Regions from separate parts of the Mus musculus genome. Here all the other regions are linked to region 2. A link is a contact called in public HiChIP or PLAC-seq and promoter capture Hi-C data. All regions are on one chromosome and are shown on one strand. The core of a region is the stretch at or near the end of the contact, and the rest is flanking DNA. Distances in the headings are between cores, read along the strand shown. Region 1 has its middle 12 kb from the start of Gm35135. Region 2 has its middle 43 kb from the start of Gm40423. Region 3 holds the start of Nubpl (nucleotide binding protein-like).

Region 1 (2,709 bases), core at 142-2,641, 170 kb before region 2:
CCATCATAGGAAAGGAAAGGCATGAATCCTGCTGGCGACATGTTCATTTTCTGGTTTTAGAACTAGTAAGATGTAGGGCTATAGATTATGGCTTTTGGTGAGGAACAAATACATCTCTCAATTTCTGTCACACTCTAATAGCTTCATCACTCATGGTTTCTCGTTTTCAATACAACAGGCACAATACGGTCTTTTGGAGATTGAAAAATGCGAAGGATGATAATTTCTCCTCTAGCAAACTGACCGCTGGTTTACCCAAATAACTTGTGTGCCGAGGGCACTTTCAAAGCACACAGTGTGAATGTTAAAGGCCCTCTGAATGAACCCCGTTGTTTCCCTCTCCTATTGTCAGATATGTAGTCTCGTGGTTTTGAGTTTTGGCAGTCTTCAGGTTAGGGCCATGCCGCCCAGAGGAATAGAGGCCACTCCGAGACTGAGTGAACTCTTGTTTTAACTGGCATATAGCTGTTTTTATTTGGGTTTCTGTGGAATCTGGAAGCCTGCAACTCATCCAGAATAAGGGCATTCCACAAATTCCATTTCATAAAAGCCAGTCACTCTCTCAGACACTGTTTCAGTTTCCTTCAATGTAACTAAACTTTTAGCAGACATTCCAGGGAAAGTGATGGAGGGAGGAGCCTTAAGATAAGCATTACTCGGGATTCTGGCCCAGTCCGTCCTCCTGAGTGTGTTGATAGTATTAGCCGCAGAATCATAGCAGTAAAGGAAATAACAACCAAAATATATTTAAACAGTTAAAATGTCAAGTCAATTAGAGGAATTCACAAAATCCCAGAATTTAAAAAAAAATAAATTTATATATACCAAATGATCTAACACAAATGAGATTCAAGCTTCCTCGGCAACCTGTACTTTCTCACGTTGTTTAAATAGAAACCAGGTTTTGTGCATGGTCAAATTTTTTAGCCTAAAAAAATTTTCATTTTTTTTTTCTTTTAAAGCAATAATTTAATTGGAACTCAAATGCTTTAGTTGTTGCTATAGTTTCCCCCTCCCCGCTTCCCCTATGAAACAGGGTCTCCTGTAGCCCAGGCTGTGCTCCAACTTGCTAGTAATTTAGGATTATCCTGAGCGCTAATCCTCTGCCTGGATTTGGCAAGTGCTGGGATTACAGGCTTGTGACACCAGGCCCAGTGGAACAGAAATAGTCTCCACATGTGGGGTCTGTCTGTCTCCCTGTCCTTCTGTTGCTTCTCTATGTGTCTGTCTCTCTCTGCCTCTCTGTCTCTCTGTCTCTTCCTATGTAGCCTGGTTGGCCTCAAACTCACCCAGTTTTAGTTTCATTTTACCTGCCTCCACCTCCCCACAGGCTGGGATTAAATGCCTGTGCCACCACACCCAGTCCCAAGGTCTCTCCTTTGATTGGAGATAAGGAACATATACTGGGTGAACATCAGACCTACAGAGGAAATGAGACCTTCTGATGTCCAGTTGCTTTGTGGATAAGCAATGAGCGTTGTGTCCTGACATCCTTCTTCAGGCTTCTGAGGAGAAGGGAGTCTCCTCAAACTGTTCTCAGTCACACACACCTTTAACTCTGTGAGACGGTCACAGACTGACTTGTGCTGCTGTCTCCTCGCCTTTGTGTAATTTAATAAAAATGGCTGCAAGTGTACGAATCCGAGCTGAGGTAACTGCAATGCTTCTGCTCGAGAAGGAAAGTGTTTATTTAAATCTCTGAAAGACACAGTGTGGGATCCACATGGGATGAGCTTCCACACCATAGGGCGGAAGAGAAGGATCTTGACTGTGCTGAATCCAAAGATGCCACTGGGTCTTGTGGGCCTCTGCTGAGCTGTTTAAACACCAGGAGGATTGGAGGCATTGCACTTCTTCATGCTGGCTGACTAGATACATCCTCTCTTGAAAACTTTGTCAAATTTATCAAATAGACTCATCTTTGCTATTGAGTTGAGCTTCTTACTCCTTCTGGACTTTACCAGTATTTTCTTCCAACCTCACTCTGTTGACTGCTTTCTTTGATACACAAAATACTTTGTAGCCTGATACAAACACAAGACTTTTAGATCTTATAGATATGTAACTAGTCCATTTTGAAATATATAGATATATAGATATCTATATATCTCACATACACACACACATGCATATATATATATCTTGAGAGCTAAGTAGTGTCTAGCTTCATTCTTCTGCTTATGGACACCCCATTTTGCCAGCACCATTTGTTGAGGAAACTGTTCTTTCTTCATAGCGAGGTTGCTGCATCTTTATTGCAGGCCAGCTCCAGTGGCATTTGTAGGTTTCACTCCAGGCACTCTACTCTTTTTCTTTGATCTGTGCTATCTGTTTTTATGTCAATACCATGGTACTTTGATTGCTACAGCTTTGAAGTGTGTTTGGGGTTAGGTAGTACCATGGCTTCCCTTTGCTCTTTGTGATCAGAATAACTTTGGTTGCTTGGGATTAGTTGTTGTTCCTCCATATAAACTGTAGGACATGCAAATCAATGAGACACCACCACTTTATGCCTGTTAGGAAGACCGTCTTCTCCAAAAGTCACAAGTGTTGTCAAGGATGCAGAGGAGGGGAGTCCTGACACACTGCTGGTGACAATGTGAGTTAGTGCACCCGTATGGAAACAGTATGAAGGTGCTTCAAAAAAACAGTCGTCATATAATACACAGCACAACTACTAGTTGTAAACCCAAAAGAAATGAAATCAAC
Region 2 (2,998 bases), core at 119-2,618:
AACTGAGAAACAAGCGTTCAAAAATGACTGTAAGAGTCTCTCATTCAAACCACCATACGCATCTTCAACATTTTTCAGAGTTGATTAATATCTGATTTATAATTGTCAGGGCTAAGGACGACACAGGACACAAGTATGTGGTACAAATTGCATGTGTGTGTTGCGATCCCTTTCAGAAACCACTGGAAATTCTGTCTTAATCTCAAGCCAAAATTCATTCAACTTTTTAAAAATGAAACTTGTCAGCAACTCAAATAGAAATTAAAAAAAATCATTCTAATACGATGTAATCCAAAGAAATAATAACTTGATTCATGCTGAGGAATGATAATGAAGTCTTTGCTCTTTATAAATATTAATGTTTAAGACCAGAAACCTTTGTATGTATAGTAAAATCACTTTAATTTCAGCATATAGCAGTCCAGAATCTGGGCATGATGTTTTGTGCAGCGTATTCTGGCTCTGTGTGGGCAGTGGCATATGCAATGCAAAGTGCACACACCATTCAGAACCAAGACTGCAGTGCAGCACAGGCAAACACGGCTCGAGATGCTCAGGGGTTCGCTACCTACTTGATTTTGAATTAATTTCTGGTCATTGTATGTTCAGGAATCTGTTACCAATTGCCAATGTTTCGCAATACTCACAGTTAGTTATGTGGCCCCATGTGGGGTCATGACCCACGGTTTTTAAGGAGCTGGGTATCTGAGTTCAACAAAGCTTTCAAGCTCTTCTAGGAAACTGAAACTGGTGACTGGGCTTAAATGTTGTTTAAATTAGGAAAATGTTTGAAGTTCTGTGGTCACTATATGCTAAGGAAAAAAATTCTAAGGCAGAGTCTCACTCTGAAGCCTACTGGCCTGGAATGTGCTAGGTAGCCCAGACTAGACTCAAACTTGTGGCAATCTCCTACCTCACCTTTCAAAATACTGAGATTATAGACATAAACCATGAAGCCTTGGTACTGTCTGGAAACTTTAGTCCAAATAATTAAAAAAGCAATAAATGTGAAAATAAGTTGTTGCTCCACATCACACACACTCAAAATAAAATAAATTTCCAGAGACTCTTCTATTTCTACATTGCTGAGGATATTTTTTATATTGTAAATGAAGATTCTTCATCATATGTTTTGGTGATATCTACTGAGATAAACATGGTCTTTTATTTAATTTAATTTGCTGTTTGCATGGATTGGCTTTCAACTATTGGCTAACCTTCTATTCCCATTTAAAAAAAAATGAAAGAAACTCTCGTTTATTGTCTTGGTTTCTTTTCCTGTTGCTGTGATGATAGAGTAACTTGGGGACAAAGGGGTTATTTGGCTCCCGTTCAGGGGAACCAGTCATCGTGCTGAAAGAGTCAAGGTTCAGAAGTGTGAAAAGCCGGTCACAGTGCACCACAGTCGAGGCACAGAGAGCCATAAATGCGTGCTGCTATTCGTGCGGCTTCGCTTTCCTCCTCCATAGGCCAGGAGCCCAGACTGAGAATGGCATACCCACAGGGGGCTGCCTTCCCACTTCAATTAAATGAATGAAGATACTCTCTCACAGGCAGGCCTAGAGGCCGATCTCCCAACTAGATCCTAGTTGAAAATTAATATTAACCATTACTGTCATATGCCTCTATTTGGAGAAGAGATTCCCCTCTGGAATCAACTAAAGATTTTTGCTAAGGTTTATTACAGTTGTTATACTTACTCATCACATTATCATTATTAATTTTTTTATAATGCGTGTACTGGAGGAGAGATTCCACAGTGTAGAGGTGAAAGGTAACTCTGTGGTGTCCGTCCTTTATTTGGGGTCCAGGGATTGAACCCTGGTTGTTAGGCTAGTGAGGCAAGGACTTTACCAGCTGAGCCATCTTTCTGGCCCTGTCCTGTCTACAGAATTTGTGTGTATTAATGAGAAGTATTTGGCTGAATCTGTCTGTGACAGGCTTGAGTGTCAGGTCAATGACAGCTTCATAAACGAGCTAGGATCTGCTCTCTTATCTGCTGTCTGAATCGTTTGTCTAGAACTAGCCCTGTTTTTTCCTTTACTGTTGGGAAGGCTTGCCAGTGAAGGCATCTAGGCCTGAAGTTTGAAGTTGTACTTCTGTAGCTTACACTGGTCAGGTTATTTATTTCTGGAAAGTGCTTTGATCACTTCTTTCACGGTATGGATAGTTCACCAAGTTGCTAGATTTACGGGTGTAAAATTGCTAACAGTTCCTAATGTGTTTTTAATTAACTGTAGGACTTTGGCACCGCCTCACTCGTTCCTGATTGGATGATTTTTGTCCTCTCTTTTCTGATTGGGTGATTTTTGTCCTCTCTCTTCTTAATAAATCTGACTACAGCTTATTGATTTTGTTCATATTTTCAAAATGCCAGCATTTGATCTCAGTATTTCCCCTATAGCTTCTCCTCTCCATTTCACCCCCTCCCCCCCGCCCCGCTTTGGGCTTAATTTGCACTGTCTCTAGGTCACTAAGATAGAAGCTCACTTCCTTGATACATCTGTCTTCCTTTCAAATATAAAGAGTATCATAAATTTCCCTCTGCACCTCACGAAGGTGGATCATGTCTAGTCAGTTCAGCATGCTTTATGAATACGTCTTTCTTCCTTTTGACTCCTGGGGAATTTGGAATTGAGAACAGAATTGTGCTATAGGAGGTTATTCTCCACCGTGATAAGTGTTCGGCTTGTGTAAGAACATAACGCGCATTTTGCTGTTTGGGACCAGAGTGGCCCGTAAGTGCTGAGTTAGTGACTCAGCTCTTTAATGCTCACTGGTGACTTGTTCTTCTCCATTGATGATGGTAAGATGAGAACTGAAATCCTCAACTAGGCAGTTGTGAATCTATTTATCATTAGCTTACCAGACCATGTTTTCTGCATTTGAAGACTGTTTAGAATCATACTATCTTCTCTGCTATAGCACCTTTATTATTACAGAGTGCCTTTCTCCATCCCTAGAAACACTCTTCGCCCCGAAATCTAGGGTATCTAAC
Region 3 (2,884 bases), core at 291-2,790, 220 kb after region 2:
GGTGCTAAAAACACCATCTTAGTGACAAATTACAATCACCAAAAAGAGCCACGAAAAAGATTCCCCATCGCTAGTATACTGTTAAAGAGGATGTGAAGACAAGATGACTCGGAGAGGAGATGGCTCCAAATAAGTGCTTGCCACACAAGCACAAGGACCTGGGTGTGACCACAGCACTGGATAGAACAGAGGAGAGACAGGCAGGTCCTGAGAGCTAGTAGTCAGGCAGCCCTTGAAAAAATGTGGAGAACAACCAAGACACCCAATGTTACCCTCTGCCCTCCACACACATGCACCTGAGCACAGGAAAGTCTTGGTGACTTTAGAAATGCTATAAATCATGTGATTAAATGAAAAACAAACACAGTAATAAGTGTTCTCATTGCAAATATTCAGGTACATGTACAATGACAGTGAAAAAGAACAGACATAATTTAGTATACAATTACTGGATGTTTTAAAAGTAACAGCAACCAATTCCTAGGCGCTTCTATGGCAAATACACTGGGCTAAGTGGTCAGTGCAATTTGCATACCAGCCTTCGAAAGAGATTCCCAGTTAAGTGAACATAATACCGGTAGACAATCTAACTACTTTTTGCTCTACTGAATAGGCAATCTGGTAATGCAGATGTTTATTAGTTCAGCTCCCAGCCGTTATCAAATCCTAGTTCTAAGGAACCAATGTCAGAAACATCACAGATAGGAAGCCTGAAAGGTGGTCATTTACAGTGCATTTGAGAGCATCACTCATTAGTCAGGAGGGGAAGGGACACCTTACAATACCTGCGGTGGTAGACTTTCCAACACCACCCTTTCCAGAGGCCACAACAATGACTTCTCTAACACCTTCTATAGGCTTCTGCTTAGGAAGTCCTCGGGACATGATTTGTGTTCTTCTTTGTTTCAAGGCCTCACTCTCAGCGCCTAATAACTTTAAGTTAAAAAAAAAAAAAAAAAGTGATTTAAACCAATCATTCTCATCACTGGATTACTATGCTGTAAAAGAGAAAACAACCCAGAGTTTGGGTTTAACGGGGCTTTCTTTTCTAATAATGTTCATTGCCATAGACTTAGCCTTTAGGTGGTCTTTATTAAATGCTAATCTCAACGTCAAAGGTAATTGTTCAAGCTGAAATTTGTCTACCAGTGTAAGTGAGGATGGAAAAAAAGAAAAAAAAAAAAAAACCCTGAAGTGGACTTTTTACCGAGTTAAGCCCTCCGCAGATTTGCCTTTTCCTTAACCTATTCACTAAATAACCCCAAAACAAGAGAGCACTGTGCATGCCACACATCCATACTCGGGACAGTTTGGGACCACAAGCCCCAGCCACCTTGTAGCAAACCCGCTAGCGGGAGCGCGCAGGCACCACCCCGCCCGCGCTCGGCACACACCTGGCGCCCACAACCCAAAGCTCGGCACCCCCGGGGCGGGACAGTGGCCGCGCCACCACCCCGGAGTGACACCCCGCCAAAGAGCAGCAAACGCCGCCAGGTCCCCATGGCGCGCGGCTCTTGCTCGGGCCGGGATGGAAGCACTTGGCGTCCGGCGCGGAAAAATGACGTCACGTGGCAACCCTTGGCGTCCCCTTCCTGGAGATGAGCCTGATTGGTGTTTCTTCAGCTCAGGGACTCCATTTGATTTAATACTGTTTGTCATCAGCTAGAAATATTTTTTTGCAGCGTTTAACCAGATATTCCCAAAGCCTTTTCACATATAGCACTTTAGTTTATTCTTCCAGAGTAAACAAGAAGACTTATTAGGAAAAAAATATATTTTATGTTTGAAGGGTGGCTTTATGCTAGGGCTGAACTCAGGGCCTCCTTCACACTAGGCAAGCACACTGCCAAAGAGCTGCGTCGCCAATCCTCCTCTCTTGTTATTAATCTAAAAACTGAGATTTGGAAATTTTAATAAGATATCCCATCTTAACAGAAATGGGAAAAGCTGGAATTTGAGGATTAAGTTTTCCTTATTGCATAGTACTGTATATGGTCATTTCAGCAATGCCACTGTTAACATTATTATATTTACACGTGTGTGTGTTCACGCGCGCGCGCACACACACACACACATTGCGTGTGACCTACAGTACAACTGTGCACTAAGCTAGTGTCCCGTCCCGTCCCCCCCCCCCCACCGCCTTGTATGCTTCTGTTGCTAATGGTTCACAAAAGAGAGGTGAGAAGCCCTTACTAGATTCCAAAAAGTTTAGCTAAATCAGAAAATAGAACAAGTAAAGAAGCCTAGTTGCGAAGGAACTTAAGGGCTAGGCTAGTAGTAAAGCATTTGCATAGCATATATGACGCCCCAGGTTCAATCATCTGCACGGAGATTGGAGTAAAAGCTTGAGGGAGGGAGGGAGCAGAATTTTACTTGAGGGAGGTAAGAATGTGTACATATAGATAATCAGCACTATATCCAAGACAGATGAAAGAGCAAAAGCAATCCCTTTAAGAACAATAACTCACACACTTATCCAGAAACCAGATCCACTTAAAGATGGCTGGAGGTATGGCTACGGTTTGCCTTCAAAAGTCTGCATAAGACTTTCTCGGGAGGGTTTTTATTTCCTTCGTTTGCTTCTTATTTGTATTTATCATATCAAGGACTCAAAATCAGTTTATTTTTCTCTGATCTAATTCTTAATTTTAGTATTTTTATTATGGGCATAACAACATCAAAGAATTGCCTTAAGGATTACTATTCCTAGTGAAGTGTATTCCACGACGTAAGCTCTGAAACGGCCTCCAGACTCTTGCTTGCTCCCCTCAAGCTACGGCCCTTGTTGTTTCATTCCTTTATCTCTGCCTTACACTAGGCTCGCCGCTTTCAGCTTGCCTTCTCTCACATATTCTTTTGTGGCATGTGTCCTCAAATAGCT

Evidence for each region. Promoter capture Hi-C pulls out the DNA fragments that hold promoters and counts their contacts. HiChIP or PLAC-seq counts read pairs in DNA pulled down with a chosen protein or histone mark.
Region 1: an H3K4me3 HiChIP or PLAC-seq map of intestinal villus epithelium shows a contact between it and region 2, with 7 read pairs. The contact joins two enhancer-like sites. A contact is called at or near these places in 1 of 39 promoter capture datasets (neural stem cells), 4 of 484 Hi-C or Micro-C datasets (liver and nephron progenitors) and 9 of 115 datasets of contacts at active chromatin or transcription factors (SST interneurons, bone marrow-derived macrophages, embryonic forebrain and 4 more).
Region 3: a contact with region 2 is called in a promoter capture Hi-C map of liver, with 2.0 times the contacts expected there. The contact joins the promoter of Nubpl here to the enhancer-like site in region 2. A contact is called at or near these places in 9 of 39 promoter capture datasets (the 3T3-L1 cell line, the C10 cell line, cranial neural crest and 5 more), 1 of 484 Hi-C or Micro-C datasets (nephron progenitors), 1 of 115 datasets of contacts at active chromatin or transcription factors (embryonic stem cells) and 2 of 9 other capture datasets (macrophages and pancreatic islet).

What each region holds. Positions count from the first base shown.
Region 1 is chr12:52,491,268-52,493,976 of GRCm38.p6, reverse strand. No RefSeq gene overlaps it. Among named protein-coding and RNA genes, the nearest start is that of Gm35135, 12 kb to the right of the region's middle. Within about 2 kb of position 1,391, at least 76 of the 459 cell types and tissues checked have an H3K27ac peak or open chromatin away from gene starts, as enhancers often do. A contact at or near this core is called in intestinal villus epithelium, where this site is marked.
Region 2 is chr12:52,316,986-52,319,983 of GRCm38.p6, reverse strand. No RefSeq gene overlaps it. Among named protein-coding and RNA genes, the nearest start is that of Gm40423, 43 kb to the left of the region's middle. Within about 2 kb of position 1,368, at least 8 of the 459 cell types and tissues checked have an H3K27ac peak or open chromatin away from gene starts, as enhancers often do. A contact at or near this core is called in intestinal villus epithelium and liver, where this site is marked.
Region 3 is chr12:52,096,402-52,099,285 of GRCm38.p6, reverse strand. It overlaps Nubpl (nucleotide binding protein-like), which reads right to left and starts at 1,540. Exons shown (of 11, transcript NM_029760.2): 1 at 1,395-1,540; 2 at 786-933. The coding sequence starts at 1,502.